Regions from separate parts of the Mus musculus genome. Here all the other regions are linked to region 2. Evidence: chromatin contacts called from public HiChIP or PLAC-seq and promoter capture Hi-C data. All regions are on one chromosome and are shown on one strand. The core of a region is the stretch at or near the end of the contact, and the rest is flanking DNA. Distances in the headings are between cores, read along the strand shown. Region 1 holds the start of Emc7 (ER membrane protein complex subunit 7). Region 2 holds the start of Lgr4 (leucine-rich repeat-containing G protein-coupled receptor 4). Region 3 holds the start of Emc4 (ER membrane protein complex subunit 4).

Region 1 (2,700 bases), core at 6-2,505, 2.5 Mb after region 2:
TATGTATGTATGTGAACTAGCCTGTGGAGGTATCAGATCACCTGGAATTTGAAGAGCTATAGTGTGGGGGCTGGGGACTGAACTCAGGTCTTCTGCAAGAGTAACAAGTGGTCTTAACAGCCGACTCATCTCTCTACCCCCATATATGTATATTTTTAATTTTATGTTTTTGCTTATAGACTATTTCTGGGCACAGAGTCAAGGGATGGAGATAGAGACCACTAGAAACATGCATAAAGTTAGGTGTATTAATTTCTGTAGCAAGAAAAACTCTATACCAGAGAAACTGAATAGAAGAGAATTAGTAGAAGAGTATTAGTAGAAGAGAAGATGGATGAATTTTTACAGTATTTAGGCCTCTGCTCAATGACTGAGTTATCTAAGGCAGGTAAGCATCAACTCTGAAAAGAATATGTTAGCCAACGAAACAGTGAGAAACGAAGCAGGGTTGCGGCACTCTTGGTAAATAAGAATTAAGAACTGGAAGAAGGATGCTAGACGCGGCATGGCTTTACGAAGGTAACTGTTTTCTGGTGGTCTGGCCATTTGCCCTGTCTGTGTCTTAGGTATTTTATTTACCATTTATAGTGAGTGCTTCACTTTCTCAGTCTGCAACCTTGTTTGTTAAAAAACCAAAGCATTAACACAGAATGAAAATAAACATTCTCCGCGAACTTAAACATGGATCACCATTTTTTGATATAGATTTTAAAAAACTTTTTGTTTTCCTTTTCAGCCCAAATTGTCTGCATTTCCACTCTCCATCGGGAGCTTCACTCTTTTTTTTTTTTTTTTTAACTTTTCTATGGAGGCAGAGTGCACAGGGTCTTTTACGGAGATATGTGGTAGAAAGGAGACTATTTAGAGCTAGCAAGAACCTTGAGAAAGTGATAGGGTCGATGTCTGAATGTTGTTAGCTACAGACACAGCACTCAACACTTCAGATCCTCATTCCTCTCGGTCTCATGGTCCTTTACGCCCACGATAAGACCTGCAACTGTGGACGCCACAGCAAAACTCTCTGCCAGCTTTACTTCGCCTTACATGCCCTGGCATCTTTACTTAAAAGCCTCGCCACCTTTTAAGCCCCAGCCCTGGGTCATTCGGAGCGTTGATCCTGCGCCCCTTCTCCTGATTAGTCAGCGGTCACAACTTCTCTCCGGGGCGTGGACAAGCTCCGGGCCGGATCCGGCTCGGGATGATGACGACATCGGCTGGCGACGGTGGCGGCAGCTTTAGCGGCCTTGCGGCGGGGTAGGACTTCCGGGCCGTAGGCCTGACTCCTCAGAGCTGCTGTCATGGCGGGTGCTCTGTGGGGTTTCTTCTCCGTCCTGCTTCTGTTATTATCAGGAGATGCCCACAGCTCGGAGGTGCCTGGGGCTGCTGCCGAGGGCCCGGGAGGTAGTGGGGTCGGCCTGGGAGATCGTTTTAAGATCGAGGGACGTGCGGTTGTTCCGGGGGTGAAGCCTCAGGACTGGATCTCCGCGGCCCGAGTGCTGGTAGACGGAGAAGAGCATGTCGGCTTCCTTAAGTGAGCATCCCGAGGGCAGCAGGAAAGCGATTGGGGCGGACGCTGGAAGGGTATCCAGCTAGGACAGCTGTCAGGACCCTCAGTGTAGCTGTCAGAAACTGAAGGCACCGGCGCCACTAACGGTTTGTGCTGGGAGACCTTGAGAGGCAGTCAGGTACTTCAGCAACGAGGATGGCGGACAGTGGTCCCAGGCGCCCGAGACCTATGCGGTCATTTATTTGTAGCCGTATTTTGGCTCCAGTGTGAGACAGATCATACTTGGGCCCAGGGGAGTCTCATTTATCTGTTGGGTTTTACCCGCTTTGCATTTTGTCTAGTGTTTCTGAAACCTAGTTGCTTTCTCCATGTCACTCTTCTGATAGCTTGGTGTTGTGTAGAAAGATGCTGAACAAGTGGGAATTGTCAAAGCCCAAAGGGCTCCCAGTGATGACATAGACTGTAAGGCTAATGGTCCTGCTTCTAAAATTAATGGGCCCAGAAGTCCCTAATCAAAGAGTGCTTTTTTGGGGCCCGAGTTTGTGATTATTGTTCTTTTTACAATTGAATTCATCGAGGGATTTGCGATATCATAGTCGTCATTTAAGTCAGACCAGGGTTACTCGAGATTCCTTACGCCTAGTTGTTCTTTTCTTGTTCTTAAGAGTTTGTGATTTATGTTTAGATTGGAAGGTGGGTTGAATTTCTTAATGCTTTGTCAGCAGTCCGTTTTCATTCTTCAAGCCACGAATATGTTTTAAATTTTGCCATCAGTATTTGGAGTTGAAACTATGAGTTGAAAGAAAATATTTCTTTGCTGGCTTTATAGACCAACTTCAACCATACATCTTAAATGTGGATGTTTCAACTTGAATTGCTTATTTCTGCAGATTGTTGATGTTCCCTTGTGGGATATTCAACCTCAGATTAATAAATAATGGCAAGTTGACAACCAATATTTTAATGTTATTTGGCATTAGGGTATTGTTTAAATTTTGTCCTAATTAATGTTTCATTAGTAATAAATTCCCACTAGGATGTGGGAGGTAAGGCTTAATTGAGTAGTCAACTTCTGCCGTATGCAGCACATTTGAAAACCTCCTATTTTTATTTTGAAGATATTTTACAACTTAATATAGATTGTTAGATATGTTTAGCCTTGCACAGTGACATAGACCTAGCATCTCAGCTAC
Region 2 (2,789 bases), core at 197-2,696:
CTTTAAGTATCAATTAGAATTAGACTTTTTCCTCACTTTATTTACTCATGAAATTGGCTGAAAAGTAATAGAAATGGAAAAACAAAAACAAAAAACAAGTTGCGGAGGCTTCTGAAATACTAACTAGACCAGGAGTGAGATGATCTTGGGCAGAGGGCAGAAGAACATGGTATCCAAGAGATTCTGAGGCCTTGTCTATAAAGTCTGAGCGCCACTGGTCTTTCTTTTTAAAGTTCTCTTTCAACCTTATAGTGAGGAAATTCATCTTTCTTAAAACTTGTCTGTATTTATTTATCCATTAGCATAACTTTAGAGTATATGGATTCAACCTGACTTTATTATTATTTAGCATATTCTTTAATGTAGAGATGGTAGATTTTTTTTTTTTTATTTAGGAAATCGGCTAGCTTTTCGTTAATTTATTTACATTTTCTTTTTTTTTTATTTGCATGAGGTGGCTAGTTAACTTTATACAGTATAGATATTTTAATGCTCTTCTTGCTCTAATGTAATGGGTTCATTAAAAATGTGTACAATCTAGAGTAAAAACAACCAAAGGCCTAGGAGAAAGCAAGAAAAGAGGCACTGAGAATGCTGATTTTTTTTTTTCTATAAACATTATGTGGGAAAAAGGAAGGGATGCTGATAGTTAACACACAAGTTGTTTCTGGTGTCTCAGGGGCAGTCAGCTGGCACTCAAATGTTCTCTTCCAGTGCTGGTTAACCGGCACCTCCTTGGCTGGACTCCTCAACATCCTTGTGTTTAGGGAGAAAGAAGTCTGATTGGTGTCATGGATGATTAACCGCTAATTTAGCTCCCAAGTGTGAATGAAAAAGGGTACTAAGATCTCAGAGGTGATGTGAGATACAGGAGGGGTCACGCTGTTTTAATTTAGTGCACGGTTGAACTCAAAAATTTGGATCAGATAGAAAGAAATGTTTCTCCCTCCTTTTCGACCCCCACCCCCACCCCCATTTCTTTCCTCTGTTTGCAAAGCTCTCAGTGCCCTTGCCCTTAAGAACAGCGAAGAGTCATTTGACACGTCTGAAAGCTGGAGGCGAGTTTTACTTTTCAGGTCATCCAATTTAGGAGATCCAATTTCTGCGGAGGGGAGAAAAAAACTGGGTGGGGGAGGGAAACAGCAGACTCCTGGTCTTCCGATCTGTCTACCTTCAATACACAACCTGACATGCAGATCCAGCCAAGTCAGGGCTTTTACTTGAACCTCCACTACCAGCCCCAGCAGCAGCAGCACAACCTTGTCACTCATTCCAGAGAAACACGCCCCATTCCTCTTGACCAATAATGGCTCCACTGCCTGCATAGTAATGAGCTCGAGACCTCCCCTGACCAATAGCGCTCCCGGAGCGGGGTTAGTTTTGCATGTACCTAAATGATTTGCATAACCCGGCGGCCAGGGGCTCCCGAGGCGAGCGTGCAACCCTAGAAGGGAAAAGGACGCGCGGAGCGGGAGCCGCCTCGGGGAGAGCGCGGACAACCAGGGTGTTTGTGAGAGCTGGGGCGGGGGTTGGGACGCCTGGCCGGCATGGCTGGAGGCTGCGCTCCGCAACCTTGAGGAGCTGTGCGGCTGGAGGAGGCCCGGGACAGGAGGCGGCGGCGATGGCAGCGCGCGGCCCGGGCAGCCGCTCTGGGCCGGGTCGGCTGGCCTGAGCCGCGGGGCTGCCGGTGCGCGTCCATGGAGCAGCGGGAAGGGAGAAACTGCGGAGCGCCGCGTCCTAACGCTCCGGCGGCAGACTGCTGAAGGAAGCGAGCGCACGCGGACCGCCGAGGGACGGCGCCCGGGCCCCGAGCCCCGCAGGCCGGCTGCCCCTGGTGCGGCGCGGTGCGGCGGAGGGCAGCGGAGGCGAGTCGAGCGAGAGGAGCCGCGGGAGAGGCGGGCGCGGGCGGCGGCCGCAGCAATGCCGGGCCCGCTGCGGCTGCTCTGCTTCTTCGCCCTGGGGCTGCTCGGCTCGGCCGGGCCCAGCGGCGCGGCGCCACCTCTCTGCGCTGCGCCCTGCAGCTGCGACGGCGACCGTCGGGTGGACTGCTCCGGGAAGGGGTTGACGGCGGTACCGGAGGGGCTCAGCGCCTTCACCCAAGCACTGTGAGTGCGGGCGACCGGGCTGCGGGTTGAGGGACCCGCGGGCGCTGCGGGGCGGAGCCAGGGCTCGACCCCAGCCCCCAACCCCAGCGCCCTGGGGGTGCACGAATCACCTGTGTGTGTGTGTGTGTGTGTGTGTGTGTTGGAGGGTCAGGGGGATTGGCCCCCTTTCCCGTATGCTGGCCTCTCCAGACTTAGCCACTTTGAATCTGAACCTCTAGGAGCTTTTTCTTTTTGCAGCTTTTTTTTGGGGGGGGGGGTGCAATTACTACCTCCTACCCCCCACCCCCCACCTCAAATCGCAAGTGCATTTAGGGCCAGGAGGGAGGATGCTGGAAACGCTTGCCCTTGGCAGCCTTTCACGTGACCTCTTCCCCCATGCGGCCCCCTGTTCGGCTGGCAAAACTTTGGCCACGGATGAGGGCGCCTAGAACTTGGCCTGCGTTTGCCGACCAGGCACGTTCCATGGGGAAGCACCTGAATACCCCCAGGGTTCCCGCAGGCGGAGTGAAGAAACACCTGTACCTAAGAAGGGGAATCGCTTTCCAGTTTGGCCCCGTCCTGCCTGTGCAGTGTGACACCTTAGCTCAGATCCACTCGGGACTCATTACCACGAGCAGAGCCCAGGGAGGAGGAGAAGGATTCGGCCTACCCTGGGCGGGGATCCTTAGTGAATAAGGCATTTAA
Region 3 (2,837 bases), core at 229-2,728, 2.5 Mb after region 2:
TCCTTACAGAGCAGCAAGGGAATCATTATGAAAGAGTAAACAAATGTAAAAATAGTAGACAGGGCACAGTAGCTACAAGGAGTCTGACTGGTACAAGCAGAGTTATGTCTAATACTAAAAAGACGTTTGGTGTGTACGCGGAATGAACATGGAATTTTAGACTGATTTTGAGTAGGGATGGTCTGGCATGTTTTAAAGGGATCATTTTTGATGGCTGTGTTTGGAGACTGCAAAGAGGACAAGGTAGGACATAACAAGACCCATTAGAACTCCATACAGAGAAGGATACTGAGAATTTGAGAAGGGGAGACTTGAATATAGGATCTCAGGGGTTTATTTGCAGGTATACACAAAGCGCACCTCTTTAGACCTAGAAAACGTGGTAATGCTGGAAACATCTTTAGTTCACACAATTATGCAAAGCCATAGTGGTACCTAATGTGTAGAGATCAGGAGTACTAAACATCTTAAAGTAAGTACCCAGCATAATTCTCCCCAACAACAACAAAAATGTACTTAGCCCCAAAGAGAAAACAGAGAAAACAGTGCTGAGGTTGAGAAAGCATGATTTTAAATAGAGGGATGGAGGGATAGGTGGTAGATGGTTAGTCTACGGCTGGTGATGTAACAGTTGAAGGCAGTGAGAAATGATAGCAGGATTGGGATGTTTTCAGGGTAAAAGTGACACAGTATCCTAACACACCGAAATTATGTCAGGGAACATATACGTAAGATACTGTACCATGGATCTTAAGCAATGTGTCTTAATGACCGGCTGCTTTACCTCCACTCCAGAGAGTAAGGCGAAACAGGGCTGGCCTACACGCTACGGTAACGTCTAATACCTCTGTACCTTCTCCACCAGGATCCGGTCGGTCTCTTGCACGCTGGTATCAGGCACTTGCTTGTCCAAGTAACCGACTGGATAGAGGGAGTCTCCCTGTCCACTGCCCCGGTCACTTCGGCCCCTAAAGAACCAAACCAAATCAAGAGACTAAAACTGCGGGTTTCCAGCCCTATCAATCACAGGAAAAAGAACCTCAGATGTAGCTACCCAAATTAGACCCTCTCGTGCGTTCGTCAGTTCTCTCTGCCTATTGGGAAAACTAAAAGATCCTGGGGAAAAATACCTTCCACAGCACAGAAGCTCCTTGGGTAACATCTATGTGCTACCCACTCGTGTCGGAGACTTAGACGAGGCCCAGGTCCGCTGGATCTCGGGCCGTTCTAGGGTAAGGATCAGATACCGAGCTTCACTCGAGAGACTCACCTGCTGCCTCCTCCCGGCCCACTCAGCTCAATGGCCCATTTGAACCGCCGGCCTCGGTTGGCCACTAGGCCCCCCTGGGTCGTCATGACAGCGGCCGCTGGCTAAAAGTACCCACACCCTCCGGCCGCTTGCGTTCTGCAGGTAAGAACTAGCTGCAACTGCAAGCTCTCCGACTTCCTCGCGTTCGCCGCAGTGCACTTCCGGCGCATAATTGAACGTCACACGATCACCGGAAACTTCCTGTCGGGAATACAGAAGAAAGAATGCGTGAATTTAGAAAATCCGCAGACATCCAGAAGAGCAGCTTTCTGAAACCTCCCTGCGAGTACACCTCTCACTTGTGCTCTGTCTCTCAGGTGTGCGCCATCGTGCTGGAGTGAAGTCCGAAAAGACAAGAACTGAAGCCAAGAAGAGCACGAAATTGAAATGTTGTTTTAATCCTGGGGTTATCCGGAATTGGGTGACCTTGAGCGAATTATTCAACCTCTGAGTACTCCGTGTCCACATATCGCAGGAGCTATGTATTTGTCTTGTTGTTGTTCTTGTTTAAATGGTTTTCCCCCATTTAACTCGCAAACTAACCCACCGAGGTAGACTCTGGGAATGGAAAGATAAGCTGAGTTCAGGATTTATCTGGTCTCCTTTTAAGTCCTTTCATTACTTACTGTGCCACCTCGTCTAAATTAAATTCATTGCTCCACCTGCCTCATGCAAAACGATGGATAATCGCCTAATTTTGACCTGTTGTGGGATTAAATAGGACCTATAACCTAGACCTAACTTTTTTTTATCATTAAGCGTTATCATTCCTAGAAAGGAGTTTAATATTCAATGGCTCATCTGTATTGTAATTTAGTCTATTACTGGAAAAATGTTTCCTCCCTCTCACCCCTTTTATAATTCAGTGTTAGTGTGAAAATCACTTGGGACATCTGTTCCTATTGTACTAGGAGTGGAATTGCTACATCTAAGAGTATGTACATTTTTAAAGAATTACTATTTTAAATGCCTACTTTTAAATTATCAGTTCAAATACAGTAGTTTTGTTTATTTCTTCTATTTACCTTTATTACTGTTATTCCCAAATTGTTTGTTATGGCTGTAGTTTTGAGGAAAGGACTACTGTGACAGTATGGTTGAGGATCTGGCTGAAGAATACCTCCTTAGCCAACTTAAGTTTTAAGAGATAATCTCTTAGAGATGACGGTGATCTGCACACATTGAAGATTCCCACCTCCACATCATTTTCCAGTTTTGTAGTTCTATGTGCAGAGAAGAGAAGGCTGTGTATGACATACAGTGTAGCAGAGTGGCGGAGGGTGTGAGATTTTACCAGCTATTCAGAACACTGCAACCTAAGACATTAGTCTAGAATTTTCCATTTAAAGTTTGTAGAACACAAGTGAAGCTAGGAGAGCTACGTGCAGATAATCTAAGCCACGAAAAGCAAAACTGATGATTGAAAAGTTGTAATTAAATAAGTTGTCATTAAATGTGCCACGGTAGAAATAAGTTAGAATTATACATATGTAAAACAAAATATAAAATAGGTTATCTATCACAAATG

What was found. Promoter capture Hi-C pulls out the DNA fragments that hold promoters and counts their contacts. HiChIP or PLAC-seq counts read pairs in DNA pulled down with a chosen protein or histone mark.
Region 1: a contact with region 2 is called in an H3K4me3 HiChIP or PLAC-seq map of stem cell-derived neural progenitor cells, with 8 times the contacts expected there. The contact joins the promoter of Emc7 here to the promoter of Lgr4 in region 2. A contact is called at or near these places in 2 of 39 promoter capture datasets (embryonic stem cells and pre-B cells), 3 of 115 datasets of contacts at active chromatin or transcription factors (astrocytes, pro-B cells and stem cell-derived neural progenitor cells) and 1 of 9 other capture datasets (liver).
Region 3: a contact with region 2 is called in a promoter capture Hi-C map of embryonic stem cells, with 6 times the contacts expected there. The contact joins the promoter of Emc4 here to the promoter of Lgr4 in region 2. A contact is called at or near these places in 4 of 39 promoter capture datasets (embryonic stem cells, hippocampal neurons, pre-B cells and 1 more), 3 of 115 datasets of contacts at active chromatin or transcription factors (astrocytes, embryonic forebrain and stem cell-derived neural progenitor cells) and 1 of 9 other capture datasets (adipose tissue).

Annotation. Positions count from the first base shown.
Region 1 is chr2:112,453,770-112,456,469 of GRCm38.p6, forward strand. It overlaps Emc7 (ER membrane protein complex subunit 7), which reads left to right and starts at 1,256. Exons shown (of 5, transcript NM_133749.2): 1 at 1,256-1,531. The coding sequence starts at 1,299.
Region 2 is chr2:109,916,201-109,918,989 of GRCm38.p6, forward strand. Lgr4 (leucine-rich repeat-containing G protein-coupled receptor 4) reads left to right here and starts at 1,447. Exons shown (of 18, transcript NM_172671.2): 1 at 1,447-2,105. The coding sequence starts at 1,921.
Region 3 is chr2:112,366,549-112,369,385 of GRCm38.p6, forward strand. Emc4 (ER membrane protein complex subunit 4) reads right to left here and starts at 1,479. Exons shown (of 5, transcript NM_026519.3): 1 at 1,271-1,479; 2 at 854-968. The coding sequence starts at 1,356.